Linked DNA regions of Muntiacus reevesi: regions 2 and 3 are each linked to region 1. The links are chromatin contacts, called in public Hi-C maps. All regions are on one chromosome and are shown on one strand. The core of a region is the stretch at or near the end of the contact, and the rest is flanking DNA. Distances in the headings are between cores, read along the strand shown.

The links. A called contact is a pair of places that touch in the nucleus more often than the background predicts.
Region 2: a Hi-C map of muscle shows a contact between it and region 1, with 13 times the contacts expected there. The contact joins the promoter of BLOC1S6 here to the promoter of AFG2B in region 1. A contact is called at or near these places in 2 of 3 Hi-C or Micro-C datasets (blood and muscle).
Region 3: a contact with region 1 is called in a Hi-C map of muscle, with 6 times the contacts expected there. The contact joins the promoter of SLC28A2 here to the promoter of AFG2B in region 1. A contact is called at or near these places in 2 of 3 Hi-C or Micro-C datasets (blood and muscle).

The regions. Positions count from the first base shown.
Region 1 is chr7:62,651,459-62,654,158 of mMunRee1.1, reverse strand. AFG2B (AFG2 AAA ATPase homolog B) reads left to right here and starts at 1,357. Exons shown (of 7, transcript XM_065941434.1): 1 at 1,357-2,507. The coding sequence starts at 1,413.
Region 2 is chr7:62,507,640-62,510,339 of mMunRee1.1, reverse strand. BLOC1S6 (biogenesis of lysosomal organelles complex 1 subunit 6) reads left to right here and starts at 1,386. Exons shown (of 6, transcript XM_065941471.1): 1 at 1,386-1,564. The coding sequence starts at 1,483.
Region 3 is chr7:62,808,013-62,810,712 of mMunRee1.1, reverse strand. SLC28A2 (solute carrier family 28 member 2) reads left to right here and starts at 1,373. Exons shown (of 19, transcript XM_065941467.1): 1 at 1,373-1,939. It overlaps TRNAH-GUG (transfer RNA histidin (anticodon GUG)), which reads left to right and starts at 1,923; the gene lies at 1,923-1,994. It overlaps TRNAH-GUG (transfer RNA histidin (anticodon GUG)), which reads right to left and starts at 1,260; the gene lies at 1,189-1,260.

The DNA.
Region 1 (2,700 bases), core at 108-2,607:
GAGAATTTTAAGCATTACTTTACTAGTATGTGAGATGAGTGCAATTGTGTGGTAGTTTGAACATTCTTTGGCATTGACTTTCTTTGGGACTGGAATGAAAACTGACCTTTTCCAGTCCTGTGGCCACTGCTGAGTTTTCCAAATTTGCTGGCATATTGAGTGCAGCACTTTCACAGCATCATCTATTAGGATGTGAAATAGCTCAACTGGAATTCCATCACCTCCACTAGCTTTGTTCGCAGTGATGCTTCCTAAGGCCCACTTGACTTCACATTCCAGAATATCTGGCTCTAGGTGAGTGATCACACCATTGTGATTATCTGGGTTGTGAAGATCTTTTTTGTACAGTAGTTTTGTGTATTCTTGCCACCTCTTCTTAATATCTTCTGCTTCTGTTAAGTCCATACCATTTCTGTCCTTTGAGCCCATCTTTGCATGAAATGTTCCCTTCGTATCTCTAATTTTCTTGTAGAGATCTCTAGTCTTTCCCATTCTATTGTTTTCCTCTATTTCTTTGCACTGATCACTGAGGAATTCTTTCTTATTTCTCCTTGGTCTTCTTTGGAACTCTGCATTCAAATAGGTATATCTTTCCTTTTCTCCTTTGCTTTTTGCTTCTGTTCTTTTCACAGCTATTTATAAGGCCTCCTTAGACAAAGAAAGAGTAAAGACAGAGACATAGAGAACAGCTGTGCCAATACCAAGAGGGAAGGGTTGGGTGGCAGGAATTGGGAGATTGGGATTGACATATATACACTATTGATGTTATGTATAAAATAGATAACTAAGGAGACCCTACTCTATAGGGAACTCTACTAAATGCTCTGTGGTGACCTAAGTGGGAAGGAAATCCAAAACAGAGGATATGATTCACTTTGCTGTACAGTAGAAACAACATTATAAAGCAGCTATACTCCAATAAAAATTTTTAAAAATTACAAAGCTGTTCTTGAGAAGTCTGAATTTACAGTCTTTGTTCTTCAAAGATAGTAGAAAGCAATAGGATTAAGAGAAAGAAGAAAACAGGGTTTAATTGATGATTTCCCCATCTCAGGATCTCCTCTCAGTATAGTTTCCTGGTTCTTTTTAGGTTGTTCCGGCCTAGAAGCTGGAAACAGACAGCAGAGGTCATTAAGTGACTATGGACTCCAGAATTCACTCATAGTGTCTGCAAAACTATAAAGAGGGCGACGAGATTTCAGCAAAGCTAACACCGTGGCAAAGTAGCCTGACGGACCCATCATTGTCTAACTTAGTCTAACTTCCTATTGGTCCTTTCCACCTATCAGGGACTCGCATCTGCGGCTTCCCTGGCGCATGCGCATCACCCGCTTCCGGCCGCGGTGTGCCGGTCTTTCCGGCCCGGTGGAAGTCCTACCTTATTTTCCTGGGTTTTGCGTCTTTCGTGAGAAATGGCTCCGGACTCGGGTTCCTTTCCCGAAGGACCTCCCTTAAAGCTGCTACCCGTAGATGCTAGGGATCGAGGCACCCAGCGCTGTCGTTTGGGCCCTACCGCCCTCCGCGCCTTAGGCGCCCATCTGGGCTCGGCGGTGAAGATCTCGCTACCCGACGGTGGCTCCTGCCTCTGCACCGCCTGGCCGCGGCGGGATGGAGCGGACGGCTTTGTGCAGCTGGACCCGCTGTGCACTAGCCCGGGGACTGCAATGGGGGCGCCGGGGTCTCGGGGGATTATTAACCTGAACCGATTCCGCTTAGTGCCCTGCCCGCCACTTCGGCACCTCGCGGTGTGGCCGGAGTTGCGGGAGCAAGCGGGCGCGTCCGGTGCCCAGAGTACAGCCGCGGTGCTGGAAGCGGTGCAGGAGCTGCTGAGGAACCGTCCAGTCTCTCAGGGCCACGTGGTGGCCGCTCCACCAGGCGCTCCGGGTCCAGTGGCCGCCCTGCACATCGTTAGCGGAGCGCCCAGCCCGAATCCGGCCGGGCTGGTCACCCCTCGCACCCACATCAGTCTGAGCGAGGTCCCTCGGTCGGAAGAGGAGCCGCAGCCCGAGGTGCCCCTGGGGAGGCTTTCGGAGGCGGCCGACTCGCTGCGGGAGCTCCTTCGCCTGCCGCTCCGCTACCCGCGCGCCTTGGCCTCTCTAGGGCTAGAAGTGCCACGCGGGGTGCTTTTGGCCGGCCCCCCGGGAGTGGGCAAGACCCAGCTAGTGCGGGCAGTGGCCCGGGAGACGGGCGCGGAGCTGCTGGCGGTGAGCGCCCCCGCGCTACAGGGCTCCCGGCCCGGGGAGACGGAGGAAAATGTGCGGCGGATCTTCCAGCGCGCCCGGGAGCTGGCCAGCCGCCGTCCCACCCTCCTCTTCCTGGACGAGGTGGACGCCCTGTGTCCCCGGCGGGGCGGCCCACACCAAGCCCCTGAGAGCCGCGTGGTGGCCCAGGTGTTGACGCTGCTGGACGGCATCGGTGAGGACCGCGAGGTGGTGGTTGTGGGATCCACCAACCGGCCGGATGCTCTAGATCCAGCGCTACGCAGACCTGGGAGGTTCGACCGAGAGGTAAAATGCTCAGCCAGTTAGCGCGTTACCCCTGAACCTGGCCTCATGTGCCCCTGGTTGGCTGCCCCGAGGCGTTTCCCACTTAACTTTGGAAGTCAGGGAGACTGGAGTGGGGCTTTTATTTTATTTTATTTTATTTTTAGAGAACCCGTTCTCTGGTTTACAAATGATCTGCGAGCCAGGACCCTTTCCC
Region 2 (2,700 bases), core at 137-2,636, 140 kb after region 1:
TACTTCCCAAATGTTATTATTAACAAATAACCACAAACTTAAGGCAATACAAATTTATGTATTATCTTAGAGTTCTGAACGCAGCGCCTTAGACCGCTCGGCCATCCTGACGGCAATCTTAGAGTTCTGTCGGTGAGCAGTCCAATACAGATCTCACTGGGGTAAAACTGAGACATGGCTGAGTTCCATTCTAGAGGCTCTAGTGGTGAATCCACTTCCTTGTATTTTCCAGCTTCTAGAGGTCACCGCAGTTCTGGTCAGTAACCCTCATCCTTTACTTTCGAAGCCAACGTTGCATCTCTCTAGTCATTCTTCATAGTCACATCTCCTTTCTAACGCTCTTCTTCTGCCTCCCTTTTCCAGGATTGAAGGCCCCTGAGATACTTCAGATCCACTCAGTAACTTCGGATAATCCATTTTACAGTCTCAGGGACTAGCAACCTTAATTACCCTTTTGTAGTGAAACAACATATTCACAGGTTCTGGGGATGAAATCTGTGGACATCTTTGGTGAGGGCATGTTCTGCTTACCACAGGTAGTAAGGAGCACCTAATCCTGAAAGGAGAGAAGGCCAAAAGAGGAAGCTGTGTGAATGCACTAGTAAGGTAATTGGGGAGCAAGTTTCTGAGGTTTGACAAAGAATTCTCATTTTTTTTTTGAAAACAGATTTGCCTGTTGAATAGAAAACTGTTTGGACAGACGATTTGGGGGTGCAACACTAGCAGGCCACTATTACAGTTTAAGTGAGAGGGTTTAAAGTAAGGAGGTAATCATTTTATTGGTCTGAGGCAGCTCTTGCCCATTTCTAACTGTTTTTCATAAAAATTCATGACATCATCCCATAGGATCTCAGTAAGCGCAGTTTACGGTAATTTGGCTGAATTTGTTCAGTAGATATTAACAGATGCTGCAAGCCAGACCTTACATCGTTCACCTACAATCAACAAGAGAGATGAATCTTGATAAACTCCTAGTTAGCAAGGCTGAAGAGAGATAAACGTGAATTTTTAATGCGTTCAAATTGCAGTCCTTAAGGTATTTTCTTAATAAGGACACAAAACGGAGAAGCTGCGACTGGCCTACTGATCAAAGTCCGACTGCTGGCCCAGGCTCAACATACAGCTCGCTGGTGTTGGAGACCAATCTAGCCCCTTCCAGACACCGCCTCTTTCATCCCGCTCCCCGACCACCAGAGTCGGGGACTCGAGGCCCGCGGCTGCTGACTCATCTGACTCCCAGTCCCCACCCCGTTAGCACTTCAGCTCGAACTCTTAGAAGCGCCGGGGGTGGGGGAGGATAAAAGGGTGTGTGTGTGTGGGAAGGCCCGCGGTCACGTGCCCAGAGCCTGCCATCTTCCGCTTTCGTCACTTCCGGGTGCGACCGTCGCTTCTGTCCGGGTGGGCTCTGGACGCACTCGGTGCTTCCTCAGTGCGTCTGACAGTCTGTGCAACTGCCCCTTCCCTGTTCCCAGCGGGAGGGACATGAGTGTCCCTGGGCCGCCTTCCCCGGACGGGGTCCTGGCAGGGCCACCCGAAGGCCTGGAGGCCGGGGACCTGACGCCGGGTAAGTGCTATTGGGCGGGGCGGGCGGTCTGACCCAAGTAGGTGGGTCTCCGTGCTGCCCAACGGGAGTAAGTTGCTTTCAGCAACTGCTGACCCGAGACTCTGGCCGCGGCGTGGAATAAGGGAACCTTGCCCTGTTGGCCTTCCTACCTAGAGGAGGGGGCGGGAAACGAGATCTTGCGGGTGGAGGCGGGGTGGGGAAAAAACGGCGTTTGGGGTGCTGTTGGTGGGGTTTGAGAGTGAAGCCATTGTGAATTTGCTTAATGACTCCAGCACACTGTTGGTTATTTGTTACAAGTTAGTGGTTGAAGATGGATTTGCCAGGATGATTGGTTTGTTATTCAGAGAGCTGAGGTATCCGGTATTACTGACCACTCATTCATGAAATGCTTGTCTTGCTTGTTGACCTTATTGCATCCCTGTTTCTCTAACAGTCTTTCTCAACTCGAATTCAAGGAAAGATTTAAACCTGAATGGCCTAAGGCATCTATTGAATGTAATGAATCGACTTGTTCTGCATCCATAATGGTACTATGTATGTGTATGTACCGTCCTTGGGAGAATTGAGAAACAGTTTCTGTGGTCTGTGGTTCAGATGAGGAACCCTAGATAAGAAAGGCTGCAGGACTTTGGATGTGCCTTTACTTGTACTTCCTGTTCCAGAAATATAGACCTTACCCCGAAATAGTGCTCAGGTCTTTCTTGGTCGTGCTTTTCCTCCCTGATCTCCCTCTTCACACCTTTAGAAGTTGCTTCTATAAATATGACTTCCTTGTATGTAAATGCAGATCGGGTCTCTCTGCTGCTTGCTCCTGCATCTGCTTTCTGCATACTTTAACATGGTCATTTTGCCCTAATCTTACCCTACAGCATGTACTTAAATAAAAGTAGATGTCTGATCCTATTAATGGTGCCAAGTCATGAGCTCTTGAAACTCTGACATTATTCTTAACTCTTTCCTCCCACCCCTGTCTATTCCAGGGGATTCTACCCTACAAGTTCCTTCTCCCCTTTGTATTGTCACCCTTTAACAATCACAGGTGTAAGGCCAGTCCACCTCCAGTCTCTTATTCTCCCATCCCATCTATCACACTGCCACATCACTGCCCCAAGATACAGGGCCCATCATGTCATTTA
Region 3 (2,700 bases), core at 124-2,623, 160 kb before region 1:
ACAAGCTGTGTAGCTCGTCTTCCTTGGAGGAATCCCATCTGCTGTGCCCTCGAGACCCTTCCAGCACCGAAGACCGGCAGAGGGGCGCTCCTCAGGGCTTCTCCTCCTTGTTGATTCTCCGAGTGACCGAACGGTGCCTCTGAAGGAGAACACCCCCAGAATTGAACTGGCCACTTAGAAGGGACTCCATGAATGTATCTCAATCTGCTGCTCCCCTCATCTGCAGCACCCCCTTCCTTGCTTTCCTTGCTCCCCCCGACGGCATTGACTCCTCCGCTCACCGGTGCTTCCGCCGGATCCGGTGCCATCCTCTGTTGTGTCCTTGGGCGCAGCAGGGAGGGAGCCCGATTTTCCTTCTCGATACATCAGAGCTCTCGTCCCCACGGCGCCTAGAACCAGGCTGAGTCCACAGTAGGCAGTGGCTTTTTGCTAAACTGAGAACGTGCCACTGGTTCTAATGAGTGAATCCAGAGGAACCACCCGTCTTTCTCCAGTGTCGTCTGCTCTAATCACTGTCCCCCTTCCCACCCTGCAGAACAGCCGGAAGGATCCTGCTAAACCCGAATGGAGTCTCACCCCTCTAGCTCTCTTCCCAACCCCCCTGGACTGCGGAGCCTTTTCCAGCTCATCTCGTGGACTTCCCTTAGTGTCGTTTCCATTTCTTAGTTATTTGCTTTCAACAGGTCCTTGAGAAGCGCTTAATACTACCTTTCAGACCAGGGTCTGTAAGCGTCATGGGGATGAGATAAAGAGAAGACCTGCAAAGAGGAATTGTCTTTGTTCCATTCCAAGACCTTAGCTCACGAGATTATCCTGGCTGCTTGCTGCTTGACAAATTCCCTTTCTGCCTTACTTCCAAGGTCACTTCTTCTGCGAAGACTTCTATTACCGGAAGCCCATTTCCAGTGCCGCTATGGAAATTTATACATATGTCAATTTTAGCACTTTGCCTCTTGAGTGTTCTGTGCTTTGTTTGGGTTGTGCCGGATAACGTGTGTAGCCCAGTGTAAGCGGAAGCCTATATTCTTTCGAAATCCAGTGTAGCCAGACCTGGCGTAAATATCGTTTCTGTCACAAGGGGATTGGGATCCATTTTCGAGGAAATTGTCACAAACTGAAGATTTAAAAAAAAAAAAATGGAGGAGAACGCTAAAATGCAGCCCCGTTGCCGTGCCACTGCTTTCGCAATGCCGTGACTCGGATTCGAACCGAGGTTGCTGCGGCCACAACGCAGAGTACTAACCACTATACGATCACGGCGAGCTACTAGGGACTTGCGCCTTTCGCTTCTCGCCTGAGCTCTTCTCTGTTTGAAGCCCCGCCCCCTGGCTGTGACATTGCTGATTTCCGCCCATCTCAAACTTCTCCTCGCTGCCCGTGCGTACGCAGGCGCACTGTCTGTCAGCTGTCTCAATATCAGTCCGCACTCGCCCGCGGGTCAGATCCCGCCGCTTCACTACCGCGGTGCGAGGTGTCTTGGAGTTATCTTACCCCGCATCTCGAAGGAAGTTGTGCTGTAGGCCCGAACTGATTTTCCTTCTTGTGAGAGTTAAGAGACAGTCCCATTCCCAGCCAGAGCCTGTTCAGACAGCACGAGCGCCAGGGCAAAATGGGTGTGAGAGGAGACCGGCGCCGCCATTCGGACGACCCGCAGGCGCAGGCCTCACATCCCTCAGGCTGCGTGAGAGTCCGATTCGCAGGCCCGGCGTCCCAGGGGTCCTTTAGTTTGCAAAGTACTTTCACGGTCCAGGCGGACGACCAACAGAGACTTCGGCCCGGAGTCTACGGCGCCTCTACTCCGCTTCAGGCTTTGTGCCAGAACCAGAGGGGCCGATAATGAGCGACTTGGGCAGGCGAGAGCGGCGGCCATCTAGACGAGGACGACACTGGGTGACGCGTTGCTCGCGGCGTCCCAGTAGCTCGCCGTGATCGTATAGTGGTTAGTACTCTGCGTTGTGGCCGCAGCAACCTCGGTTCGAATCCGAGTCACGGCATTGTGGCAACAATGGCACGGCAGGGGCGTCTTTTTTTAGACTTGGAAAGCCGTATTCTTCTGCGGTTGTTCAATAACTGCTTCTTGACATTAGGTCAGGGCTGAAATTATATTAATAACTCGGCAAAAAGTGAACCCAGGGGCTTCAGTGAGTCGGCCAACCGTCATCTTCTGTGTTATGAGACTGTTTAATTTGGGGAGGTTGTTCCGTCTGGTACTCATTCTCTTTCCTCATTTGCTATCAGTGGTGAAATCATAAATTGGGTTCTCTAAAAAAGCCTCACATTTGCTAGTCAATACTTTGGAGTGCAGGGATTATAGGAACACTGTGCAAACATATATTAAGAATTAGAAGCGTGCAGATTAGACAATACACTGTGACTAGCGAAAAATCTGGGCGCTCTGGACGGATTGGTACCTGTAGCCACTATGAGGTTGCAGAAGAGAGTTTGTGGCCTCCGTCTCCTCAGCCTTCTAGGTGGGAGGGCTTGTTGTCCTTGAGAATTTTTTTTTTCCTAACCTACCTCAGGTTTAATACAAATATTATTCGTTACTTTGTTTTGTGAGCACTTTATCCAGGTTCAGCTGATTTAAGTCTGCCATTTGGCAATAGGCAAACGGAAGTAAGTTTTGGAGTTGGCTTTCAGGTTGGCTGGGCAGCGGCTGTATCAGTGTCAAGGAGGGAATGGCGTAGGACTGAGTGAATA